Regions from separate parts of the Mus musculus genome. Here all the other regions are linked to region 2. Evidence: chromatin contacts called from public Hi-C and HiChIP or PLAC-seq data. All regions are on one chromosome and are shown on one strand. Each heading gives the region's core, a stretch centred on a gene start, on an enhancer-like site or on the middle of the called end of the contact. The rest is flanking DNA. Distances are from core to core; before and after follow the strand shown.

What was found. A called contact is a pair of places that touch in the nucleus more often than the background predicts. HiChIP or PLAC-seq counts read pairs in DNA pulled down with a chosen protein or histone mark.
Region 1: a contact with region 2 is called in a Hi-C map of liver, with 3 times the contacts expected there. The contact joins the enhancer-like site here to the promoter of Pde3b in region 2. A contact is called at or near these places in 9 of 484 Hi-C or Micro-C datasets (B cells, beige adipocytes, brown adipocytes and 3 more), 7 of 115 datasets of contacts at active chromatin or transcription factors (the SCID.adh cell line, embryonic stem cells, liver and 3 more) and 3 of 9 other capture datasets (adipose tissue, liver and pancreatic islet).
Region 3: a contact with region 2 is called in an H3K27ac HiChIP or PLAC-seq map of the HPC-7 cell line, with 4 times the contacts expected there. The contact joins the enhancer-like site here to the promoter of Pde3b in region 2. A contact is called at or near these places in 9 of 484 Hi-C or Micro-C datasets (Th1 cells, Th2 cells, brown adipocytes and 6 more), 5 of 115 datasets of contacts at active chromatin or transcription factors (the HPC-7 cell line, the SCID.adh cell line, bone marrow-derived macrophages and 2 more) and 1 of 9 other capture datasets (adipose tissue).

The regions. Positions count from the first base shown.
Region 1 is chr7:114,359,463-114,363,844 of GRCm38.p6, reverse strand. The region is part of intron 1 of 4933406I18Rik (RIKEN cDNA 4933406I18 gene); the gene reads left to right. Among named protein-coding and RNA genes, the nearest start is that of 4933406I18Rik, 54 kb to the left of the region's middle. Within about 2 kb of position 1,469, at least 8 of the 459 cell types and tissues checked have an H3K27ac peak or open chromatin away from gene starts, as enhancers often do. A contact at or near this core is called in liver, where this site is marked.
Region 2 is chr7:114,413,158-114,416,993 of GRCm38.p6, reverse strand. It overlaps Pde3b (phosphodiesterase 3B, cGMP-inhibited), which reads right to left and starts at 1,740. Exons shown (of 16, transcript NM_011055.2): 1 at 532-1,740. The coding sequence starts at 1,443. 4933406I18Rik (RIKEN cDNA 4933406I18 gene) reads left to right here and starts at 1,833. Exons shown (of 4, transcript NR_029437.1): 1 at 1,833-2,131.
Region 3 is chr7:114,451,036-114,454,960 of GRCm38.p6, reverse strand. All of the region lies in intron 1 of Pde3b (phosphodiesterase 3B, cGMP-inhibited), which reads right to left. Among named protein-coding and RNA genes, the nearest start is that of Pde3b, 38 kb to the right of the region's middle. Within about 2 kb of position 1,535, at least 99 of the 459 cell types and tissues checked have an H3K27ac peak or open chromatin away from gene starts, as enhancers often do. A contact at or near this core is called in the HPC-7 cell line, Th1 cells, adipose tissue and 5 more, where this site is marked.

The DNA of each region.
Region 1 (4,382 bases), core at 220-2,719, 53 kb after region 2:
TACATGGATCTATCAATCCCTGTCATCTAAATTTTGTAAAGGTGTGTGCCCAATATCATTCAAGTATAAATTTTAAAATACTATTATTTTTTAAAACAGGACTGGAGAGGTGGGTCAGTGCTTAAGAGCACTGGCTGCTCTTCCAGAAGACCTGGGTTCGATTTCCAGCAACAACATGGCAGCTCACAACTGTCTGTAACCAGACATACATGCAAGCAAAACATCAATGAACATAAAATAAAAATAAATTATTAAAAAAACAGAAAATACTAACCTAGAATCTGATTCCATATAGTTACCTTATTATGATTATTAAAGATGAGTAAGTGATTCTATTAAATCCCTTAAGTTCTATGTATATGGCATAAGTTTCCTCTGGTAGTCATTGCCTAACAGGATCTGAAAAATCCAATGCTTAGAAGTATAGGATCATAAGACAGTGATTCCATCTGTCAGAATTGCACTATCCTATTTTATTTGTTGGATTTCACAGTTATCTCTCTTGTGGTATCATCCCTACATGCCCAAGAGAAAAAATATTACATAAAACATTTTTAAAACATAAATTTAATAGAGTTTTGTTTCAGGATTTTACTGTTTGCTTGTTTGTTGTTCTCTGTATAATTGCCTTTGGCTCAAGAGTGAGGTGGCTCAAATCTCAGGCAAGAATTAGTTCTCTCTTCTGCTGTATTCTTCTAACAATTTATATGAATTTATATGACAATATATTTTAACATCATATTTTTGCTTATTTAAAATATTTCTCCCCAGTTTAAATACACAGGTTTGCCATATTCATCTCTTTACAGGATTTCTAATGTAGAGCTTAATATAGGGAAGACTCAATAAATATTAGTTGAATTAATTAATAAGTAATTGCCTTAGAAGCAGAAACATGCCTATATAGCAAAAATACTAATCAGAGAATTATTATTCTAGTAATTTAAAAGTTACTTTGTAACATCCTGTGTTCTAGACTCAAATCCAAAAAAAAAAAAAATTGACTTTGAAGTCATTCATAAAGTTGACCAAATGTCACTGTTGCTTATTACATAGTAGACTGTAGCAAATAGTTTCTCAATCTGTGAATCAACAGTCTGTAATCAAAAAATTAAAAAATAAAAAAACAAAAGGACAGAGGACCATGCAAGAAATAGGAAATAGAAGAATGTTAGCAGAAAGCTATCCTCAATTTGGAAAAGTAGCTTTCTTAAATACTATTTCTGTGTTTCAATGTATAAATAGCTATTCACTTATGATTCAAGATTTAGACAATTCCATAAAGTATTCCCAGAAATATACACTGCCAGGTATAAAACATACAGGTTTCAATGGTCAAGAAAAAGTGTGTTACATTTGAATAACTATTGAGAGACTAAAATAGCTGACGCATTTTGAAGTGACCATTGGTAATAAGCTTCAGTAGTTCTGGAAGAGGCAATAAAAATAGCAGAGCAATTTGACAAGCTACTGTGGTTCAAATAGATGTTAGAGGTAGCCAAAGTTCAGAAATTATGTCAGTGAAGTTGAATTCCATTAAGTCAATCAGTAACTAAGGAAATAGTTAAATGAGATACAATCTCAAACTAGAAAAACAGGAAAAATTAAAGTAGTAAGAAGAATAATCATATTTCTGGATAGTCCCATGCTATCAGACAGTATAATCTGATGGCTGGAAGATAAGGCAGGCATATGTCAAAAATGGAAAAGAAAGACATGGGCTAGGGCGTGAGTAATAACATAATAAGCAATGAAATGGGCATCCGTCTGAGAAGCAGATGACGTCCTCATAGATAAAATGACCTAAAAACAGCCAGAACATAGTTCCTTTGCTGCAAGCATAATCTGCCCAGTGTTGCATTGCTAATAAGATGCAAAGTGGATTTCCAAGACCAGGTTGCATCAAAGCCGATGTTTTCTGCATGTACTACTTTCTGCCAAATGAAGATAATTGAAGGTACATACCAAGCTGTCATTTAGCTCTTTACTTAAAAGATAACTTCCATGCCCATCACATTCTGCATATCCCTCTTTGCTCTGGCCTCTGCATTACTCTACCATGTTCACAAAGCCCTCCTAGGAAAAGAGGAGGACATGGTCTCCTACATAGCCACAATGTCCTTTACTCTGAACCTAACTTCAGGGGAATTAATGAGAGGAATAGAAAAGCCACAATATTTGTAATAAAATGTGTTTATTACAATGAAAGAGATATATAAAGGGTACTTCAAGCATAAGCCAGTCATAGTAGTAAACATGGTATGCTCATAAGGAATTATTTAAAAGAGTTTAGTAAGAGATTAATTCACATAGTTGTACACAGTTGGAGATTCTGAAGGGTCTCTGATCCCTGTAGGCCTGAAGAAATTATTACCAAAATCCAGAAATAAATCTATAGAAGAGGGTTACCTGTTAGTAATTCAGATTTAATAGATTAATGAAGGCCTTGCCAAGACACTTAATATAATGATAGTAATATTTTCTCCTGCCAAGAGAAGTTGGAAAAATATTACTATCATTAACACTCTTTATTGTCCTCCTAGCTTCTTCCAGGGCTTCTGGTTTTTAAGACCAGCAGAAAACAAACACCAAAACCTGATTAATATTGTGCAAAAAAGTCTGCCTCTGAGGGCACAGGGCAAGCAGAAAATTATGAGAAGGGCATGCCACATTAAGCTCAGCACAGAGAGCAAACAAACTGAGGATGTCAAAGGCTCTTTAGAGGAAATAGTGCCTTAGACACAGAAGGTAACTAGGAAGTTAACAAGTAAAGAAGTAATGACATTCCAGGCAAAGAGATAGCATATGCAGAAGCCCACAGAAATAAGAACATGTATCGTCTGTTTACACAAGCAATATGTAGTGCTTTGGATGGGAACTGCTCCCCATGGGCTCAGTTATCTGAACACTTACTTGCCAGTGGTGGTGCTGACTGGAGGCTGTGGAACCTGTGGTAGGTAGAACCTTGCTGGAGGAAGTATGTTGCCTGGGCAGGCTTTGAGAGTTTATAGTCTCATTGTACTTCCTGTTTGCTCTCTTGATTCCCACATGCCAATGAAAATGTCATCAGCCAGCTTCCTGCTTCTCCCATCAATCAAGCCTGTTGCTTGCTGCAGTGCCTTCCCACCATGGTGAACTCGTATCACTCTAGAACCACAAGCCAAGTTAACTTCTTCTTAATAAATTGTCTTGGTCATGTATTTCCCCATAGAAACAGAAAAGTAACTAACACACAATTGGGAGAAGCACATGCTACTTGAAGAAATGATCTTGAAGCGTAGTTAAATTGAAAAAGATGACCCAGGTAAGTACAGTCTGGAAGAGAGCTCCTTAAACTTTTTCCCACTTGTGATCCTTTAGTTCATGAAATTTTTATGTGATCCCAAGCATATAGATAAATAAAATAGATTTATGAATCAAATATGTATTGATAAGACCAAAAATTGTTTTAAAATAATTCATGTGAAAAATAAAATAATTCTTTTAGACATATTTTACTATTTATTAAAATTAAGGAAATTTTGCACACTAATGAAATAAATGCTTATATTTTTAAATCAAGAATTAAATATTGAATAAATATTTTATATGTTTGTTTATGTGTAGAGGGGGTTATGTGTATTTGCACACATGTGTATGCAAGTACTCTCAAGCTGGGCATGCATATTTGTAAACCAGATATTGATTAAACAAGTATCATTCTTTATAGCTCCCCACTGTATTTGGGGGGTGGGATTATTTGGGACATGATTGTCCTGAAACTCACTTTGTAGACCAGGCTGGCCTCAAACTTGAAATCTGCCTGCCTCTGCCTCTGAGTGTTGGGATTAAAGGCATGAATCACCACACACAGTTTCCTACCATATTTTTTTTGAAAGAAGGTTTGTCACTGAACCTAGAGCTTGCTGTTTGATCTAGATTAGCTGGTCATCGAACCTCTAGAACTCTTCTTGTCTCCACCACAACCTTCAGTGCTAAAGCTAGAGACAGTCCACATTCAGCCTTTTTACCTGTGTGCTGAGGATCCAACCTCAGGGCTTCATGCCTTCCCAGAAAGCATATTACCTGATAAGCCATCTTGCCAGTGCCTTTGCTGATTATTTCATTCTACAAAAACACTGCATCCTCAATGTTTTCTTCAGACTTCATTGATGTTTTTATTTTATAATTACTAATGCTGAGAGCCCCACTTTGCCCACATATATCACACAAAATGACAGAATTGTGTTTAGGGGTATTTTATAAAGTTTACGGAATTCCATCCTAACTTAAAAACAAACACCATTTTAACAAATTTTTTATAAAAATCAAATCATCACCAGTCCATCATCTGGAAGGGAGAAAGAGGTGTGGTTCTGCAGATCTGCCTAGATCTCAGTCTT
Region 2 (3,836 bases), core at 491-2,990:
TTCTTTGAACTATGAAAACACTCATTTGTCCTCCCACATCACCACTTGCAATGAGCCCGAACTGTCAAAAAAAAATCTGCATACACACTTTTATTCTAAAGGCAGCTTGTCAACTCCGGGCAAGCATCCTCATGTTAATAGCAAACGGATAAACTGTACCCAAATGCTATATGTAGGAGCTTAGTGTGTCCAAAGTGGAAGCAGTGAAATCTACTAAACCTCAAGTCGGTCACCTCATTCTTGAAAACTCTCCTCCTATGTAGAAGCTAAGTCAGAGAGTGAATGATTTCATTCTCACTCACTGGGAAAAAGCCACTCACTGGCTTCTGCGTTTTTTGACGAGCCCCTCATACTGGGGCAGCCTTTCCAGCGCAGACCACAGGTTGCTGCCCCTTGCTTTCCTCTGAGCGAGCCCACGCGCTTTCGCAGCTGCGCTCCTGCGCCGGGGACACGCAAGCGGTCCACCCGCGCTCCGCTTTCTCCTCCACCCCGCGCTCCTCTTCCCAGACCATGCCCGCCCAAGAACCCTACCTGTTCTCGGGAAATACAAGGCAACGACGGTCTCCTGAACATCTTGCCACTGCCATAGTAACCGGCTGCGCTTTCTCCCAGCGACACGCAGCTGGACCTCCTCCGGGGTCTGATCACAGGCACTTTTTCCTCCGCGGTACTCGCCGAGCGCGGCGGAGGGGAGGCTCCCCGGACGTGAAAGAAGTGGTCCAAGCCCAGGGCTAGCAGGCATCCCGCGCCCCCGACCAGGCACGACAGCAGAGGCCTGAGCGCGGGCGGCAGAGCCCCGAGGCCGGAGAAGGACACCCACCACACCAGGCCGGCGAAGAGCAGCACCAGGACGCCGTGCCGCAGCCTCACGCGGGGCGCGAGCGTCAGCAGCCCCACGCAGCTCAGCACCAGGCAGAGCCGGCCCGCCGCCGCCGGCTCCCCACGCAGCCACGACCACCACTGCCACGCCGCGAAGTCGCCCAGGTAGCAGCAGGCGGGCAGCGCCAGCAGCCACCAGGAGCCGGCGCCGCGGCCCGGGCCGCGCTGCGCGCGCGTCAGGAAACAGGTGAGGAAGAAGAAGGCACAGGCGATGCTGAAGAGCGGGCTGAGGCTGAGCGAGCAGGCGCTCAGCAGCGTCCGGAGCCCGGCTGCCGCGGCCGCCCAGCGCTCGGGCCTCGCGCCCAGCAGCGCGGCCAGGACAAAGGCGGCCAGGACGCCGAGCGAGAGGCGTGCCCCGGCGCGGAGCGAGGCCGCCGGCGGCTCCACGTTGCAGAAGCGGCAGAGGTGGAAGAAGAAGCTGCGCGGAGGGTCCTGCCGCAGCGGGCTCACGCAGCTCTTCACGTAGCCGTTGCGCAGGCTCTCGGGGGGCGAGGCGGCCGAGGCTGGCGGCGGCGGCGGGGACCTCATGGCTGGCGCGTCCCGCTCGCGCTCGTCTTTCCTCATGGCCCCGGGCCGCCGGGGGGCCGCTGGCGCTTGCCGACCCCGCGCCGCCCTCCGCGTTCTGGGCGCCCCGAGCTTCGCAGAGCGGTCACGGCTGCGCCCGCCGCCGCCACCGGCCGGGATCCCCGGCGCGCGGGCTGAGGGGCGGCGGCGTCCGCCTCATGCCGGCCACTGAGAGCGGCGAGAAGGGCTTCTTGGTGTCCCGGGACCGCCGCGGACGCCTCTTCCCTTTTCCCTCAAGCGCGGCTCGGGACGGGAGACGGCGGCGTCGCCTCCCAGCTCCCGCGCGCTGCAACAGTTACCTCACGGCCGCAGCCTGGTCCGTTGGGCGCGCGATCGGGCGCTCCTCCCCCGCGGCTGCCCCTGCCGGGCGCGCGCCCCGCCGGCGGCCCCGCGCGCTCCCGTAGCTCGGCCGGTCGCCACTGGGGCGGCCGCGGCCCGCGTCAGGATGCGCATCCGGGACCCCGCGGGGGAGCGCGCGCCCACGGCCCGGCTGGTCGCTCCAGTGAGACAGCCGTCGCGTCAGGCTGCCAGACTTGGACCCCTCGGGGAGCGCGCGCGGGCCACCGAGAGCTCCACTGCTGAAGTCGGAACCCCTACCCCCCGGACTGCCACAGAGCGGCGAGCTCTTTGGCAGATGGGAGGGACTGATCACAGTCCTGAGACGCCCCGAAGCACAGTCCCCTTTGAGGTAAGTCACATACAAGACCCACTCAGGTCACTGCGAGGTCTTGGGGAGACATGGACCCCAAGGGCAGTGCCTAGTGAGGTGAGAGCTCATGGTGTGCCCTCAGACTGTGAATGGAGACATGAAGCTGGAGGCTCAGCCAACACTGAGGCCAGACCAGAATGAAGAAACTCAACACTGTCAGTCACATCTGGCTTCCAGGGCAAGGGAGATTTGGGGCCCAGCAGCAGGCCTTGAATCCCTTCAGGGGCTCAAGGGAGGAGGACCCCTGGAGAGTGCACTCTGATAGCGAGCACGTCTTGCTGAAGAACCCTTTTCAGTGAGGCTAAGAACTAATATCCAGTCCTGTGATTAGCATCCTTGCCAGACATGCACTGTTTCACATAGACCTGCTGTCCCAAAGGTTCTTTCCAAGTGAGAGACTTGTTCTGTGCAACGGTGTGTTTTGTGGGGTGTGTTCTTTGGGGAAAGGAGGGAAGGGAGTCCCACAGTCCTAATACCACTATCAACTTGAATGGGGTTGGCCTTGAAAGAAGCCAATTATGTTTTCTGTGAAAGACCTGTGAAACTGGTACACTAGGAAAGACAAAAGTAGAAGTGATATTAGCAAAGACAGACGTAAAGGTTGGAGAAAAGAACTTTGCTGAATGAAAGGGATTGCCCTGGAATCCAACCAGTCATAACTGCCTTAGAAAGTGTAAACTGTTTCCCTCCACTGAAACTCCCTTCAACCTCATGACAGGCCTGCTTTTCTTAAAAAGCTAATTCCACATTTTTCCAGGGAGATGAGAAACCTTACTGTGTGGTAAATCCCACAAACAGACCTATTTTTCACCAATTAATCTAAGCCCATAGCCATGACCTAAAGCAGACCATTTTCATATATAGTCATAATTCACACACATAATAGAAATCACTGAAGAATTAACACAAGAATTTGACAAATGTGGGAAAAGACCAGAATTTCCTTGGCTTTTTTATGTGTTAGATAAAGAAAAAATATTTAATGGAGTGTTCAAATGGTTACCCAAATGTCCTAAATGATAAAAATTCACTGAATCTTTTTTTCCACTAGACATGAAAAGAGGAAACTCATTTTAGCTAAACTCAACAAGTATCTTTTAAATCCTGTACATAAAATCATCACAGACCACACACCCCCCAAACACACACACAGAATCAATTGAAGACTAAATAGGAAACTTGACCTACATATTTTGAGTTCATATAGAAGGGCATGACAAAACAAGCATCACCATTACTAAAATACCATTTTAGGTCATTGTTTTAAAATAAAAACTTATAAAACAAGTTAAAGTTATTGTATTGTTATTTTTAAATCTGAGCTTGTCATCTGAGATAAAATAGACATGTTAATGAAAAGATTAGTGGGCTAGACTATTAGTGGTTTTAAAAAGCTACAGTGTCTGTATGCCAAAACCATAGAGGTATCTTTAGGATTCATTTTTCAAATTGATACAAGCAACTTTTGAATTATTTGTGCACCCCCACAAAGTAACCAAAATTTCATTGTTCATAAATGAAGAGGACTGTACAAAGGATTATTGCCTGGAAAATAGAATTCAAAGCCACTTTTATAAATCTGCTTTGCTTAGCAGTTCTTTAAACATCTTTTAGCTGTTGTCAAGATTTTTGTAGGTCTAAAAGTCTGACTTTCTCAAAAGCCCATAGACAGAACACATCCCTC
Region 3 (3,925 bases), core at 286-2,785, 38 kb before region 2:
CTGCATTGCCTCGGACATTCATTATACTGTCATCAAAAAAAAACAGACCTTTCAAAAGTGTCACAGTAGAAATACTTTCATTAAGTTATGAGTAAATAATTTTCAGAAAAAGTATAAAATATGTTTATCCTATCATTATTATAAAATAACTTCATAACACAATCAACCACAGATACTTTGGTCAATTATCTGAAATGAAGGAGTTTAAGTTTATAACTTAAAATTGTTTGTTTGTTTTTTGTTTGTTTGTTTGTTTGTTTGTTGTTTTTCGAGACAGGGTTTCTCTGTGTAGCCCTGGCTGTCCTGGAACTCACTTTGTAGACCAGGCTGGCCTCGAACTCAGAAATCTGCCTGCCTCTGCCTCCCGAGTGCTGGGATTAAAGGCGTGCGCCACCACGCCTGGCTATAACTTAAAATTTTAATTCTGATAGTAAAATAACAAAGACTTAAACCCATGAACTCTATTTGCAACTTAAGCATTTTACTAACAAGAACTTTAATTACATATTCTAATGCTTACTAATATACAAATTACAATTTTCTGTAGTAGGTAGAGCACCCATAGATACAGCATTAACACTCATTAATGAAGCCTGTGAGCATGTTCTTTAGCATTGTCAAAATGAAATGTCATAAAACCAAGAGTGTTGTTTAAGAATGGTAATCTGATGGCCTACTCTGTCATCCTAGAAATGGTAAACCATATAAAAGAACAGCAAAACAAGAAACAAATGCACTCATTGTTAAGAGTACAAATACATTAAAAACTCAAATTCACAGCTATCAAAGTAAACAACAACATAAAGAAGGAATGAAACAGCTTAGCAAAATGTCTGCCTATTAGTAAATTTATTTTCATTACTATTTAATTAAATATCCCATCTAGTTTTAGAATTTGATTCTCAAAGATAATAAAGTTACAAATGATTGAATACTAAATATACACTTTTATAATAGACATAAAAGCAAAGAATTATCTGCTAAAATGATTTATCAAAGATATATACTGAAGAAGATGAGACATTGCTTTGTAAATGCAGAGCCCAATAAACAAGGTGGCTGAGAAGAAAAGCTCTACAACAATACAGACCGTTTCTCGGCCCATAGTTTCTCTGTTGAGGTTAATAACCACTCCTTTCATGTGGCTTTCATGTGGCTTTCAATATTAAAATTTTAAAAGCAGGGACCAACAAGAAGGGTCAGTTGGTAAAAATGTCAGAAGCCACCTGGAAGCTCATGGGCCATCTAGTGTGGATACACAGCAAGACAGAAACAATATCACAGAGCTTGCTTTAGAAGCAAAGTCTAAGGAGAAAACTGTGGAGGCTGTCTTCTGACTTCCACATGTACACTGTGGCACCGTATGCTTACAGGGAGCTGTGTACGGATGGGTAGGTACAGGTGTGTCACATGTACAAATCAGAAGAAAAAAATTTAAACATGTCTTCTCAAATAGCCCCATCTGCACAGTAAACGTCATTATATATTGTCTAATTACAGTTATCACTAGCACTGTCACTCAAATTTTCCCTGACAGCTATTACAACATAGAAAAGCAGAAGCTTCAGTCCTTATCATTCAAAGAAACAGGAACCACTTGCTAAGGACTCTAACAAAATGAAAGAGAGAACTATAGTACACAGAAAATGTGAAAAATAAACTAGCCTTCCTCTTCCTGCAAAAAGGTATTAGGAATCAATCTTCCAGGTAACAGATAATTGACAGACTTCACTTTAAGAGAGAAGATAGCAAGGATAGATGCATCCTAAGTTCAGAAGTACTCTAGAGAATACAAAAACAAAAAACAAAACAAAACAAAAAAGCCTCTTCACTCTAGAGAATGTACTTCCTCCTCATAAGTAACTGTTCAGTTCTCTGTCCTTCCCCAGAGCAGCTAAAGGTTTCTCAAAAGGGTCTTCTCTTCCCCCTCTTCTCTTCCCCTCGTCCCAGGGACTGTTCTCTTCCCCCTCTTCTCTTCCCCCTCGTCCCAGGGACTGTTCTGCCTGCTCTGATCTGATGTTGACGGCAACAATTTGGCTGAAACAACTTTTAAAGGACAAAAACAATCCTCACTTTGCAAAATCCTATAACAATTTACAAATCACCTCTGCATCAGCTTTTCAAAATTATCCAACCTAGTTTGTATCCTCAAAACCTCCCCCACTCACCCCACCCCCATCGAGGTTTAAGTGATCTCCTCTCCTGGGTGTCTCTCCTACTTCTCAAGTCCTCTTCCTCTGGTTTACAATGGAATTGTGGCCCAATACTTAAATCTGAGTCCCCGTTTGTGTTCTGGATATACTCTTCCTTGGCAACTTCATCTATCCACATGTTTGTTTGTTCATTTCATTTTTTTATTAGATATTTTCTTTATTTACATTTCAACTGTTATCCCCTGTCCTAGTATCCCCTCCAAAAATCCCCATCCTCTCCTCCCTCCCCCTATTCCCCAACCCACCCACTCCTGCTTCCTGGCCCAGGCATTCCCCTATACTGGGGCAGAGAGCCTTCACAGGACCAAGGGTCTCTCCTCCCATTGATGACCAACTAGGCCATCCTCTGCTACATATACAGCTAGAGCCACGAGTCCCTCCGTGTGTTTTCTTTGATTGGTGGTTTAGTCCCAGAGCGTTCTGGGGTTACTGGTTAGTTCATATTGTTGTGCTTCCTAGGGGGCTGCAAACCCCTTCAGCTCCTTGGGTACTTTCTCTAGCTCCTTCATTGGGGACCCTGTGCTCTGTCTAATGGATGACTGTGAGCACCTACTTCTGTATTAGTCAGGCACTGGCAGAGCCTCTCAGGAGACAGCTATATCAGGTTCCTGTGAGCAATCTCTTGTTGGCATATGCAATAGTGTCTGGGTTTGGTGGTTGTTTATGGGATGGATCCCCAGGTGGGGCAGTTTCTGGATGGTAATTCCTTCAGTCTCTGCTCCGAACTTTGTCTCTGTAACAACTTCCATGGGTATTTTGTTCCCCTTTTAAGAAGGATTGAAGTATCCACACTTTGGTCTTCCTTCTTCTTGAGTTTCATGTGTTTTGCAAATTGTATCTTGGGTATTCTAAGCTTCTGGGCTAATATCCACTTATCAGTGAGTGCCTATCATGTGTGTTATTTTGTGATTGGGTTACCTCACTTAGAATGATATCCTCCAGATCCATCCATTTGTCTAAGAATTTCATGAATTCTTTGTTTTTAATAGCTGAGTAGTACTCCATTGTGTAAATGTACCACATTTGCTAAATCCATTCCTCTGTTGAGGGACATCTGGGTTCTTTCCAGCTTCTGGGCATATGTATATGCAATAGGAAAGGAAATACCAATAAATTATCTCAGAAACAGCATGACCAGCAGTAGTCCACAACTATAAAACAAAAACCTTTTGTTAGCTACAACTGCATCTCTCAGCATGAGCATCATGAAAGATTACCTGAAAAGACCAGAGAATACAAGTGTACTTTATGAATCTGGTGGATTATTATACAATCTCTCCTGAGAACACCTTGGTTCCCACTAAGCTAGCCTTGAGTGAAATCATTTCTTTGACCTTTTTTATCACTGCCCAATCAGGTATTAAAATATATATATAGTCACAAGATCCCAGGAAATGTAACACAAAAAGTATGTTCTCTTACATACGCTACAGGTTTCAGCTTCAGAGAAGAATCAATATTATTAACACATATCAAATTTACATTCTATGGTGGTTTGAATAAGAATGGTTCCCATATTTGAATACTTAATTATCAGGGAGTGGCAATAGTTGAGAAGAATTGATAAGTATAGCTTTGTTGGGCTAGGTGTAGCCTGTAGAGAAAATGTGTCATTGGAGGGTGAGCACTGGGATTTCAAAAGTCCAAACCAGGTTCAGTGTCTTTCTCTTCCTGCTGCCTGCAGACCCAGATGTAAACTCTCAACTACTTCT